2 separate regions of the Columba livia genome follow, and region 2 is linked to region 1. A link is a contact called in public Hi-C data. All regions are on one chromosome and are shown on one strand. The core of a region is the stretch at or near the end of the contact, and the rest is flanking DNA. Distances in the headings are between cores, read along the strand shown.

Region 1 (7,491 bases), core at 2,875-5,374:
TGATTTAGGATCAAATATGGCTATACTTGGAGGTGCTTAAATCCTGCTCCCAGGTGGATCTTCAGAAAGAGCTCTGGAAAAGTTAAAATTTTCCTACTTGGTGTCCCTGCAGATCAGACTGAGGAGTTTCAACATAGGCAAACTGGAAGCAAATGAACCTTTTTTTCTCAGAGTACAATTATAGACAATATATGTGAAATAATAGCTCCAGAGTCACGTGAGAATACTACATTTTGTTCCAGAAGCAGAATAGCCATGTTAGCCTGGCACAATGACACACTGATGAAGTTACTCTCTTCCCTGGCTCAGTAGAAACTGAGGAATGACTGCACTACATTGCTTTATGTGGCAATAAAATGCTCTTTTCTTCCCAGCTCATGTTCAGACAACTGATTTTGTCTTTAAAAAGGTATGTTCTTAATTTGAGTTTTCTAACTGGAAGTCATATACTGGAAAAAAAAGGAAATATATAGTGCTCACCCTTAATCAGCTGGTTTATAGATCTCCATGGCTTTTAATCTGACCTGCTAGTTTGGACTGAAAACAAAAAAAAACAAACAAAAAAGCCTTGTTATTTCTAGGATTCAAAGTAGATTATCTGAGTTGAGGAAAACAACATACTGTTTTCCTGTGAAGGCAAAGGCAAAGGTTTTTTTTTTTCTGAATACTGACTGAAGTGAAAAGTCTTTTAAGTTGAAAATGTTTAGCTGATGACTAAGATATAGCCAAAGGACTTGAATGCAGAGTCAAATTGAAAGATCAGCCAAGCCAACTGGAAAGTGGAAAAGAATAATCACTAGCACAAATCTAAATAATTGTCTTGCTGAAGTATGTTTATACATAAATATGCATAGCACTTATTACATAAACAAACAGAAGGACTTGCAAGTCTCACAGTTCTTTTGCACAAGCATGAGTTCTCCAGAGGAAAGGACCTCATGACACTTCGAGCTAATGCAGGCACAGAGAGCTGAACCTTTTGCTTTCTCATAAGAGGAATTAGAAAAAATAGATAAGAAATCATACTGTTTCTCTGGAGTTTCTGTTGCCCACAACCCTTTGCCTACACTGTCCACCTACAGTTTCTGCAATGCAGAAACTGCCACCCAAACACAGCATCACGCACCAGGAGTCTTTGCTCAGCTGGCATGTTTATGCTGCATAATATAAACCCATCTATGTTAGCAACACTTGACATTGTCTGTAGAAAATGGTACCAAAAAGACAGAAGAGTTGCCTTAGTTCCTAATCCCAAGAAATACAAGCTCCCTGGTCATAAGGAAAATAGACTTTTAAAAGAGCTGTCATATCTATTGTCTGCAATTCCAAACATAGAGAGGTGTTTGAAAACCACTGACATGTCGATAGCACTTGCCAATGGTCAGCATATTACACTGTGGTCACTGTTCTTTTATATTTTCAGGTATTAAAATAAATGATATTGCATCATTAAAACCAGAAAAATACATTAGAATGACTCTGCAACTGCTGAAAAGGATCTGTCAGCCCAGATGTGTTTAAACAAAGATGGCATTCCTCCACTGGGAAAGGGAAGTGCCATCTCACACACACACACATGCACGTTTAGAGGTATGTATATGTGGGTGTGTGTTTTACAGAGGAGAGGACATGAAGAATTGCTAAAATTTGACACAATGAGAAAAATCCATTGTACGTTCTCTTGGGGTACCTACCTGGAGTAAGTATCTAATGAACATTATAAAAAAAGAACTCCAGATGCTGTGCAGGCACACACTCCTTCAAGTGCTGGCAGACCTGTGGTTGCAACAGAATGCTAAAGTATGGGAGAAACAAAATTAGATGTGTTTGTTTTTAATTATTTACTTGTTTCATTTAATCCGCTTTTCCTTGTTCAGCAAATAAAGCTTTGTCAACAAGTCTCCACCATTCATATGATCTGCTCAGCCCACAGTTCTCATGAGCACTGTTTTAACTTTGTCATTTGACCATTTAGCCATTTGACTTCACTACTGTTATTTTTTGTCTATTATTTTGTGGCTTGATAAGGAATGATGAATGCCTCACAGTCGATCTTTTGCAGGATTAGGCCATTCCTTTGTCCTGTGGTAAGAAAAAAACATTTCAACATTCACTCTTTGAGGAATCTAATTTCATTTCACCATCTCCTTTGCTGAACACGAAACATCACATTTTCCATTTTTATATTCTTTCCAGGAGAGAAAACTCCCTTTGTGCTAGGCCAACAGTTTCTCTGAGAAGCCTACAGATTGTATCCACAGAGTAATATTGTGCTCTTGGATAAATTAAAGCAATTTTATTTACATTGACATTTTGCTGGAGAAGCTGAGAGTCCTACTAGTTCTTTGCTATTTTATAGAAAACAGAAGTATCTCTCTATTCTCAGTGTTTTCTCACAAAGTCTTCCAATTTACAAAATGCTCCTCATAGACTGCCTCATGAATGGACATTAACTTTATGGCCTCTCCAGCCATGACCAGCATTTAGGAAGATAACTTTAATATCCACAGGGCCAAATACTATCTCCTCCTTGCTTGAAAATTATCTGATCCAAAGAATTCTATTGATGTTCATATACAGCTTAGTTTAAAAAATACACTTTTTTTCTGCCAAACTTTATTCTGAGAACCTGCAAAATGCTAGCAAATCTCTACTTTGAGGCTTGGCAATGGCTCTTTTAAATGTTCCATTTTACCTATTAGAATGTGCTGAAGAACCTTGCTACAAGACGACACCTCCTTACTTTTCTTCCAGTTTACCTCCACCAGTTTACCTGTTATTGAAGCATCCACTGCTCCCATTAATTTTCACAGATGCTACAGCACTCTATTGTGAAGACCATGAAGATACGGGGCTTTAAGGCCCCTTCATAGAGAAGGTGTTTGTTCACTCAGCTCCCACAAGATTGCCAGAGAAGCAACCTACAGTTCCCATTTGCCAGACATAGGAAATGCAACATGGGGGAGTGTGCTGGTTTGTGCAGAGGGAGCTACAACAACCAGATTATATTTTTCCAGGGTAGGAAATGCTGTACCAGATCTGTTTTGCTCTTTCTATTGAAAAATCAGTGTAAAGCTTGTTTTCTCTTCTTACTGTAGTTAACATCCTTCCTAAAACCCAATCTCTCCTTCTACTTTTACTTACAGCATGCTAATATTCTACTTGTTTCCCACTCTGGTGGCAAATATCACTATGATCAAACAGTTCTTGGTTACACCAGAAACTAAACTGTCTATTATTTCCTTGATTTCTTTTTCTTGTTCCAAAAAACAACCCTGTGAAATTTGTGTATACAGATATTAGGAAAATACCCTCTGTTTGCCTTCAGTCCCTGGCTCAATCATGATCTTCCTTTCTTTTTTTAATTGATCCTTTGCCCTCAAGACCACATCTGATAACCCTCAAGACCTAGCTTGGAGACTTACAGCACAGATAAATTCATTCCAGGGCAAACATAGAGAGAGAAAAAGTGCTTGGAAGGAAATGGCCAAAGGAACAATCTTCAGATGAATTAAATGAAAAGATGAAGGAGGGAAATATCTAGGAAATTTAAAACAGAATAAAAAGATAAAAACTGCATATTCATCTTCAGAGACTTCTGAATGTGCTTAAAGTTTCTACATGTATGAAACTACAGAACTGAATTTTGTGAAATTCCCATGAAGTCCTCCAAGATTTCTGCCTAACTTATTGCTCCACATTGAGTCTTTGGTGCTTAGAGATGGAGAAGATTTGAGGAAATGCTAACAAACGTATATACACAAAACAAAGATAATAGAGAAAAAGAACAGCATAACACAATTCTGTGTGTGAAATATTTTGTTTAAAGCATGTGGGAGGAGTTAAACAGAATGAAGACAAGGTCATTGTTTCAACAGATGGTCTGTGTCTGGTTTTGGCTGCACAATACAGGAAGAACACCCACAAACTGGCTGGAGAGAGTGTGGCTGGAGCCCTTGTCCTATAAAGAGAGGCTGCAGGACCAGGGCTCATTTGGACAGGGGAAGGAATGGTTTGGGGAGCACTCAACAGCATCCTGGGCACTGATGGAAGGGATGGAGAAGACAGAGCTGGGCTCTTCACAGCAGTGCATGGTGAGAGGGTGAGAGGCAGTGGTAAAAGCTGGAACATGAGAAGCTCAAGCTGGAGATAAGGAGAGCCTTTTTTCCACAGCTGAGCAGCAGGGCTGGGGCACAAGGACACCAGGCTACCTCTATCCTTGGGGGGTTTCATTCCCTGACTGGGTGAACAGCTCAGACTGAGCTCACAGCTGAGCCAGCCTTGGGGAGTCCATAGTCCCTTCCAGCTTCCCTGAGTCTGCCACTCTGTGATTTATTACTGGAAAACAAAAGTGGAGTACCTGGTCTCTCCCAACTCCAAGTTACTTCCCTCCCTCCCGTCTCTTTACACGAGTTCTGAGAACAAAAACTGAATGAAAAAAATCCAAGAGGTTCCAATTAGTTATTCTTTTCTTAATGAGGCTCATATGGCAAGAAAGAAATCCAATAAACAAGTCACCTGGAATTGTTTAAGCAAATGCACAGTAATTAAACTAGGCAGCAAACAAGCAAGAATACTTAATTATCATCCTCCCAAAGATCTCACTTAGTAAACAAAACTTTCACAAGTTGTATGGCAAGGACCAGAAGCCTCCATTTTATGGCATGTAAAAAATTCTGAGCAGCTGTCTATAACAAGCAATAGACACAGCAGTATTCCTGCAAACAGAGCATAATGCACAAAGGCAAACTCTGTTTCTTCATTCATGCTGTGCTGTACACCTTTACGAAAAGAATTTCAATTATCAATACAGGCATTGCACATTTATTCACAAATATATGTTTGTAGAAACTTTAATTGTTCCTCTTTCTAATGTGTAGCCACACATATTTACACATACATTCATGTGTATACATATACACACGTATATGTATACATATACACATGTATACATAAATGTGTGTACAAATACATATACATATATGTATACAAGTATTTATATATATAGATATACCTGTGTATATATACATACACACACATACACACATATTTGTCTTTACAGTCATATAATATCACAAAATCACAGCACAGTTGGGGTTGGAAGTGACCTCTGAAGATATCTAGTCCAACCCCTCTGCTAAAGCAGGTTCACCTAGAGCGGATCACACAGAAATCTGTCCAGGGGAGGTATGAATGTCTCCAGAGAACGAGACTCCACAACATCTCTGGGCAGCCTGTCCCGGTTCTCTATCACCCTCAAAACAAAAAAGTTTATCCTCATATTCAGATGGGACTTCCTGTGTTTCAGTCTGTGCCCATTACCCTTCATCCTATGGCTGGGCACCACTGAAAGGAGGCTGGTGCCATCCTCTTGACATCTACCCTTCAGGTATTTATAAGCACTGATGAGATCCACTCTCAGTCTTCTCTTCTCCAGGCTGAACAGACACAGCTGTCTCAGTGTTTCCTTATAAGAAAGATGCTCCAGACCCCTAATCATCTTTTTAGCCCACTGCTGGGCTCCAGTAATTCCTTGTCCTTCTTAAACTGGGGAGCCTAGAAATGGACACAGTACTCCAGATGTGGCCTCACCAGGGCAGAGTAGAGAGGGAGGAGAACCTCCTTCGACCTGCTGGCCACACTCTTCTTAATGCACCCCAGGATACCATTGGCCTTCTTGGCCATAATGGTGCATTGCTGGCTCATGGTAGGCCTATTGTCCACCAGAACTCACAGGTCTCTCCACAATTCTGCTTTCCAGCAGGTCAGCCCTAACCTGTACTGGTGCCTGGGGTTATTCCTCCCCAGGTACAGTACCCTACACTTGTCCTTGTTGAACTTCATCAGGTTCTTCTCTGCCCAGTCCTCCAGCCAGTCCAGGTCTCACTGAATGGCAGCACAGCCTTCTGGTGTGTCAGCCCTTCCTCGCAGTTTGGTATCATCAGCAAGCTTGCTGAGTGTGCACTTTGGCTCTTCATCCAGGTCATTGATGAAAAAGTTGAACGAGACTGGACCCAGTACGGACCCCTGGGGAATATGCCTAGATACAGCCCTCCAACCACACTCTGCACTGCTGATTACAAGCCTCTGAGCTCTGTCATCCAGCCAGTTCTCAATCCATCTCACTGTGCACTCATCCAACTCACACTTCCTGAGCTTAACTATGAGGATGTTGTGAGAGACGGTGACAAAAGCCTTGCTGAAATCAAGGTAGACAACATCCACTGCTCTGTCCTCATCTACCCAGCCAGTCATACCATCATAGAACGTTACCAGATTGGGCAAGCATGATTCCTCCTTGGTGAATCTATTTTGAGTATTCCTGATAACCTTTTCCTCCAGATGCTTGGAGATGGCATCCAGAATGAGTTATTCTATCACTTTTCCAGGGATGGAGGTGAGACTGACTGGCCTGTAGTTTCCTGGGTGACCCTTCTTGCCCCTTGTGAAGATTGGAGTGATGTTGGCTGTCTTCTAGTCCTCAGGCATCTCTCCTGTTCTCTCTGACCTTTCAAGAATGATGGAGAGGGGCACAGCAATAACATCTGCCAGCTCCCCCAGCACTTGTGGGTGCATCCTATCAGGGCTCAAGGATTTGGGGGTGTCCAGTTTGACTAAATGATATCTAACCTGATCCTTCTTGACCAAGGGTGAGGGTTTTTTTCTTCAGACTTTGCCTATTCCCTTCAGGGTCTGGGATTCCTGGGGCCCAGTCTTACCAGTACAGATGGATGCAAAAAAGCCATTCAGTAACTCTGCCTTCTCTGTATGCTCTGTCATCAAGGTACCCACCTTGTTAGCCTGTCCTGTAATTCTTACCCACAAGCTCTTGACTCATTCTTCATCCAACGCTAAGCAAAGCTTTATACATTCCAGTTGCTCTCTCATATGAAAAACAACTCCTTCACCCTGCCTCCCTGGCCTGTCTTTCCTAAAAATTACATAACCATTCATAACAGCATTCCAGTCATATAAGCTATGCTATCATGTCTGTAATTTGTGTTTAAATCTCCCACGGTGGCTCCTGGCAATGCCCAAGCTGTGTTAGCCTGTCTCACAAGAGCTGCTGGCTCCTGGAGGATCTCTGTGCTGTTCCTTGGGTTTCCCTGTCTCCAGGAACTCCCCTGTCCACCTCAAGCTAGGGCTCAGACAAAGAACTTAAGTGCTGCTGCATACATCACTGACTGAGGTACCTTGTTGACTATCTCTGTAAGGACAGTTCTTAAATAATCCAGATGTTCAAATGTTCAGTCTGGACTTCAGCTGAGATCCAGACAGAGTACAATAGCTGCTGAGCCTCAGGAAGGTAAAACTGAATTTTTAGTGATTAGAGTTATTCCTGAATGTTCAGGTGCCTATGCTTTCACAAGACAAATTGGCTGCCCAGACTTGCAAGACAGAGAAATGCTCATCTGCCATAAGAGCCTTCAGAAAACTCCTAATTGCTGGGAACTGGGAAGGAATTGTAGTATAGGTATTGGCACAACTGTC
Region 2 (7,491 bases), core at 2,172-4,671, 83 kb after region 1:
AGGCTTTACTGAAGTCAAGGTAGACCACATCCACCGCTCTGCCATCATCCATCCACCTTCTTACCTTCTCATAAAAGGCTATGAGGTTGGTCAAGCATGACTTACCCTTGGTAAAGCCATGCTGACTGCCCCTAATAACCCTCTTATCCTTGATATGCCTTGAGATGGCACCAAGGATAAGCTGTTCCATTACCTTCCCAGGGACAGAGGTGAGGCTGACCGGTCTATAATTACCCGGGTCCTCCTTCTTGCCCTTTTTGAAGACTGGAGTGACATTTGCTTTCCTCCAATCCTCGGGCACCTCTCCCGTTTCCCAAGACTTGGCAAAGATGTTGGAGAGCAGTCCAGCAATGACTTCAGCCAGCTCCCTCAGCACCCGCGGAAGCATCCGATCTGGACCCATGGATTTATGGATGTCCAGACTATTTAATTGCTCCCTAACCCAGTCCTCATCGACTAAAGCAAACTCCTCCATTGACCTGGCTTCATCCGGGGTCTCAGGGGTACAGGGCTCCCCAGGACAGCCTCCGGCAGAGTCGACAGAGACAAAGAAGGCATTCAGTAATCCTGCCTTCTCTGTATCTTCTGCCACCAGGGCACCCACCCCATTCATCAGTGGGCCTACATTGCCTCTGGTATTAGTTTTATCTGCTATGTATTTGAAAAAGTTCTTTTTGCAGTCCTTGACCCCTCTCACCAGCTGTAATTCTAAGGAGGCCTTGGCTATCCTAGCTGCCTTCCTACATCCTCTAACAGCAGCCTTACATTCTTCACAAGTGGCCAGCCCCTGCTTCCATGACCTGTAAACTCTCCTCTTCTGTTTGAGCATACCCAACAGATTCCTATTCAACCACGCAGGCCTCCTGGCTCTCTTCCATGACTTCCTTCGTGTGTGGATGCTCTGATCCTGAGCGTGGAAGAAGCAATCTCTGAATGCAATACAGCTATCTTGGGCCCCTTTTCCTTCAAGCAGTCTTGCCCATGGGATTTCCCCCAGCAATTGCTTGAAAAGGCCAAAGTTAGCCCTGCTAAAGTCCAGGGTTGCAATTCTACTTGCTATTCTGTTCCTGCCACACAAGATGCTGAACTCCACCATCTCGTGGTCACTGCAACCCAGGCAGCCCTCAACCTGTACTGCTTCGACCAGACCCTCCTTGTTAGTGAGGATGTGGTCTCTTTTTTGTCAACATCACAGCCTGACTGCTTTGTCAAAATTTCAGTTCACACAGGCTGATCCCGTTGTTTTTCTAGTCAGCATTTCCTACCCAGTTCAGACATGCCCTCCACCCAGGCTGTTGACTGTTCTAAGAGTTTTTAAGTTCCCTTTAGCCACTACTTTTAGCCATCCAATCAAACTATAAGGATTCTTGGCTGCTTACAAATATTGACAGACATGTGTACAATAGAAACATGTCACAAAATAAGAAACAAAGTGTAGGTCTGTTTAGGAATTGGATTACAATTGGATGTTTAGGAAACAGATTACAAGCCATGCGATCTGGCATCTTTATCTTAACAGGCAACACTAAAACATTCCACAGAAAGTGAGTCTCCATGACAATTTCACACAAGACTTCCTCAACCCCACTGCAGAACATATGCCGTGTCTTCATTTGTGAGCATCAACTGCTAAGGATGATACCTGCAATGAAGGCTACCACTGACCAGGAAAAGAGCTATTATAGCTTTATGATATCATAAAGGACAGCCGTCAAGAGCCAATGATGGGTTCAGCTCAAGATCATAATCAATGATATGACTGACGACTGCTTACAAATTCAACTTCCTTTTTACCTTGCTGACAAAAACAGCAACAAAAACATAGAAACATTTAATGAGTCCCTGTTATTTGCAGTATTGGGTTGTCATTTTCAAGGGTTTACAGCATTCCTTTAAAAAAGAGCTTTCAGCAGGATCAACACAGGACTATTCTGTCTGTTCCAGAAGAGACAAAGTGAAAAAAAACTTTCTTAAATTTTAATTTACAATCTAAGATTCATTTATTCAATCTTGATTCTTTACTGAAATATTATCTACACAGAAATTAATATACTGACAAAATATATTAAGATACTTGATCTTTTTCTTGGGGAAGGGATATCTCATGGTAACACATGCTTGTATATTTTCAGTCGTAAATGCCAGGATGTCTGTCTCAGTCTCATGATGAAGTCAGTCTATCAACCTGGCAGAAAACCAGTATGGAACACAGAACAAAGCCAGACTGTAAAATAAATAAATTAAAAAAAAAAAAAAAAATTCCTGACGAGGTTTTGCAGTAAGAAAGACGAAGGAGATAGACAAGGGAGAAAATTCACTAATGTTAAAAAAAAAAAAAAGGAGCATTTCACAGAACACAAGCTGCATTCTAATAAGCTCTTTTGTAGAGATATTTATTATTAATAACAACAGATGTTTATGTAAAGCGCTTTTTGATTCAGGACTACTTCAGTTCTACTAAATGAGTAATTTTCTAGTCTGATTCATTACTGATTTCATTTCAAGTGAAAATGGAAATAGCTCTCTGATTCCAAAAATTATCATCTACACAGAGTTCAAGCCAAAGCAGTAATTCTGAAATAACTTCAGACTAGAACAGAATTTAAGAAAACGCCATACAATTTTCATATAAAATGACACTATCAGGATATTAAGTTTTAAAAAAATGCTGTCCTCTCAGTTGTTCCTAAATATGTGTATATATATATATATATTTTTTTCAGACCATGTATCTACTTTCTAAACTTAATTCATTATTCATATACTCTCCTTACAATTATAAGGGAGGAAAGGGTTAGGTCAGTTTTGCATAACCCTGAAAAGGAAAATTTTGATGTATTTTATTCTTTTTAAACTCACACATCCTTGCAGGTAATTTTGTGACCATAAGAAAAAAGGTTTCCTATACATTCTCTTTATAACATAAATGTACACTGGATTATACATATTTCCAGATTTTAAAGAATATTAGTTAATACATATTATGGAAATAAATATTACTGTAAATAATCTCCTCACAAAGTCTGATTAATATTTTCCAACACCTTTTGTTTGGAATTAGGAAAGCTGAGTCCCAAGATGGAGCAGGCTGATATTGCCACAATGCTTCCTCCTTTATGTTTCCTCCCCTCTCTACCCATACAGTTCAAAATACTTAAAAAATTAAGTAACAGTATTTTCATAATATACAATGGATAACCACATAACTGAGAACAAAATAAAAGTAAACTAGAGCAAAAAGTTTTAGGGTTTTACATGTCAGTGTTTTTTCCAGTGACAATCATTCTATTGCAGCAACATCTCTAGCAAACAAAATTTATCAGCAAAGCTTTTGCTGAAAAGATTAAAAACCTTCTATGAATCACACAAAATATAGTGCGAAAACATTTATTTTTGCTGCTACTTGGCATGCTGTGTCTAGAATATGTGCCACCACAGCCACATAGAGAGCAACTACGTAGTCATGGAGTCACTCTTCTGATCTCACTGTCCCCAAGACTGAATACTTCCCAAAGCATTCAGCTTCCTGACCTAGATGTTATTTAATTAAGATGCAAAATTAAGAATGCTCCAGTCTTAGCCTCTGAAAATCATCAAAGCTTGCAGAGGAATTCATAAGCTGTTTAATTCAAATTATAGATTTTTCTTCTGCTAGGATCTCACATACAAAATTTATTTATCATTTCCTTCATTTCTAGCAGTAATGGTACTCCTCCTGCTGGACAACCGGGGCAATAACCACAATCCATGTTTCTAACAGTGTACAGATTACAAGAGCCAAGAATACTATGCAGCAATTTTCTGCTATAAAACCTGAAGCTGAAAGACTGCATGTCTATGGAAATGGCTCCCTCCAACAGCCTTAAAGCTATTACCTTTACCTTAGTACACTTAAATTAAAAATATTGGGCTTTTCTTACTTAACTCTTTAAAAATAAAAACACAAGTTTTCATTCAGAAGGAAATATTAACATGCAGATAGTGATCACATCTTCATAATGCATTAATCAGGACTGTGAAAAAATGAGTATTTCACAAAAGCATTAAAAGCAACTTTAATTCTACAGCTTCTGTGTTGTGTACTATTTTATATCCAAAGAATAAAAATTAAGATGAAGGCACAACACCAAAAAATTCAAAAGTATTTTAAGGAGCAGGAAGTAAGCTAATTACCAATGGCTGTTTAGAAAAAAACAACAACAACAACAAAGTTTTTTTGAATCTGTGCTTAACACTAGTCTCTGTCAATTCAGAAAATATAAGCTCTAGGTTACAGCCAAAATTATGACAAAGAACAGTGCTTCCATGAAAGGCAGAAGGTACTGAGGTCCCTGGAATGCTGTGGTACTTCAGCTCCAATTAATCTACAAAGACTAAAAGAATCACGAGCAACACTCAAAAAAATCAGTTTTACAGGGCTTTGATGTCATCTTACAGGTAGATATATTGACTAGATGCCCAAATAAATTATTATTAACTTTCTGTACTTCACTGTGTGCACCCCAATCCTGCAGCTGAAAAACTGAGAAAGCTAAATACTGTTTAGTGTAACACTATACTTAACAAAGGTCTAAACAGACCAGATCTGCTGTGTCTACTAAGTTTTTCTATACAGTGTAAACATTTTATCTCTCTGAGGGACAGAATGTTATATACTGTAACACTGATCCTGTTTTTCAAAAGTGTCATTTGGAGTGTCCACATACGCAAATTCATAAAGCAAAAAAACCTCACAGCTGAAAGAAAACAAAACTAAACCAAACAGAACAAAGTACTCAATTTCTTCCACATCTTTGTGTAAATTCAGGCAGACAAACATGCGAACCTGATACACTCTGCAGGCAACTACGTTAAACTGGGTTAAAATAATTACTGAACAAGTATTAATATTCTGCTTGCTAACCTGTCACATCTTCTGAAAGGTAGATATTAAAAGTAGGCTTCTCTCTGAAAGTCTTCAAATTAACCTCGTTAAACCATCAAGACCAAAGTTTTATACATATTCATTTTTCAGCTGTTATTATTAACAAATATATATTAACAAATATATAAGATATATATCTTATTCTTTCTGTATTCTGAAGGCTTCCCACGCACAGGGTTTGCAGGTTTCAAGTGCAAGCGCTTCTCTGTGATATTGAATGGAATGTTGGATTTAGTATTGCAGTGCTTCTAGAAGGAGCATTATTTTCCAAAGATAAAGTCTTTGTATTAAATGTGTTGGTGGTGCTTCTCTAATAGTGTAATTTAATGGTAGAATATTTTCTTTTTATTGTGAGAGTCCCCTGAGTGCTCTTAGTAACTATGTTTTTAAAAAAGGAACCCAAGTTCTGTTTGTTAGGGAGCCAAAGTATTTGCTCGGAGATGGTCTGTACAAGAGAGGAAAAGGGAAATTATGTTTACTTCATACAGTTTGCAACCTCTGAAGGGGTAATAATATTTGTCTATGGAAAGATTCTCCAAGTAGACAGCAAATTCTTCGCTTTTCCATATTTCTGGAGTCCCTTAAACCATTTACATGGAAATATTTCTCTAGATTAAAAAAATTTAAAATGAAAATGCTTTAGAAGAGAAATTATGTTGAGAGATTTGCAAAAATCCTCAACTTTGGTACATTCCATATGATAAAAACTTGGCACATACCAACTCGAATATAATACTTTTATCAGTTCTGGATGATCGAAGGAGGACATATAGTATTCCTACATTTTCAGCTCTCCTTTGACACATCATCTTCACATAAGCTTTCTTGGGAACATCACCTCTACTTCAGACTGACACAGGAGCAAATAGAAGCTTGGAAGGCTGTGCTCCGTTCTTTTCCAGAAGGAGAATTTTTCAGGAAGTTTAATATTATTATTTTATACCGTTTAGGATACAAAATAATGCAGTAAACTTAAGTTGTTCAACAAAATGGAAAATGTGACTTGCCTTACCCACAATCAAAGGCCAATTTCAAGCTGCCTTGAAGGACGTGTGTTATGTCACCACAACAGAGTATGCTGGGATGCCACATCAACATACAGTAAAACAAAATCTGCAGCACTTCAGCACTTGGAAAAAATCTCAACAAAACGTAGAGTACACTACAAGTTTCTGGGATGGTCTTAGTCTCTTCACTTAAGACTTCTGAAATGTTATCTAATTTTGAACATGTTTTAAACTTGTTTTCTAGGTTTTTCTCTTTAGTGTGCTTGTATTTGTTATAATCTAGCAAAAATACAACGGCCATTTCAGATTTTGGGTAGAAGTTTAAAGTTTCTTTACCAGCAAAATCTAGTAACATTTTATTCAAAAGAAAATGTATCAGCTTTGCCACTCTAGTACTTTCAAGCACCCAGCAGCTTTCAAGCATACCTCTTGAATATTCTGAACATTAGAGATAATCATCATAAATGAGCACCAAACACAGATATTTTTCAATTTCAATTTCATAATGAGAAATTCCCTAATTTTTCACTCTGCTCCAATTCTTAAGTTCATTTTCTCTGTATGCATGTTCAATTGCTTTTTGCTGATGCCAAGATGCTGGAATACGATAAAGGAACAGAGTCTAAATAAAACAAATTGAGCTTAATTCTCCCTTAGCCCATGTGACCTTTTCAAAGCAACACAAGATAATGCTTCAGAACCCATGTATATTTTTCTCCTTTAAGAATGATCGGATGATCTTTTCTCATTTTTTCTGGTAATGTCAGCATTTTAAAATAGGGACTTAGGGTAGATATAGACTCTGAATAAATCTACTCCAGAGAAAGTAAAATTAAATTTGAATACACCTAAAGTAGTTACATTGCTTCTTCCCAGTATTCACTAACCCCTTCTAAAGAAATCTGTTTCTGTTCTCCTTTCCTAGATTTCTAAGAAAACTAATGTTGTATTTTTAAGACAAAGAAATCATATACCCTTTTAGAACAATACTTGGTTACTTACCATAAACCAGTTTGCTTGCTTGATAGCATACACCTAGATGATCTTTTTTCACTACTAACAACTGACCAAGCAGAAACATGCAATAACTAGACACAAAAATAAACTACATTGCAGTACTAGCTATTTAGACACTTCATAGAGAAAACAGATTCTTACCCAGTTTTCTTTTTTCAGAGGCAAAAAGTAGTAGTAATGACAAAAATCAAGTATCAGTGTATACAAGCTAAGGATCTGAGTGTAGAAACAAAGCTGTAAGAACAGCCAATGATTGTCTTCACCAACACAATTATTAATCCTGCAGAGAAACAAATTGTATACATAAAGACAGAAATATCAAGACTTTAACACTGCAGTTGTGATATTGTGAATAAGAGAAGTTATGATTATTTATGGAGTAAATGTAAGAACTACTGACTAATCACTCCATTCTTAGTCAAAGTGACGGTCCGTACGTTAGAGATGGCAGTTACCATGGAGTGGTTTCCCTACACTCAAGTATAGGTTGCATTAATGAGATCACTGCTTAGAAAAGGAGATATATTTCCCCATATCTTCATA

Evidence for each region. A called contact is a pair of places that touch in the nucleus more often than the background predicts.
Region 2: a contact with region 1 is called in a Hi-C map of liver, with 4 times the contacts expected there. The contact joins two enhancer-like sites. A contact is called at or near these places in 2 of 2 Hi-C or Micro-C datasets (crop and liver).

The regions. Positions count from the first base shown.
Region 1 is chrZ:63,782,592-63,790,082 of bColLiv1.pat.W.v2, forward strand. No RefSeq gene overlaps it. Among named protein-coding and RNA genes, the nearest start is that of TRNAH-GUG, 19 kb to the left of the region's middle. Within about 2 kb of position 4,125, at least 2 of the 3 cell types and tissues checked have an H3K27ac peak away from gene starts, as active enhancers do.
Region 2 is chrZ:63,866,055-63,873,545 of bColLiv1.pat.W.v2, forward strand. It overlaps ZDHHC21 (zinc finger DHHC-type palmitoyltransferase 21), which reads right to left. Exons shown (of 8, transcript XM_065046143.1): 6 at 7,090-7,228. Among named protein-coding and RNA genes, the nearest start is that of ZDHHC21, 16 kb to the right of the region's middle. Within about 2 kb of position 3,422, at least 1 of the 3 cell types and tissues checked has an H3K27ac peak away from gene starts, as active enhancers do.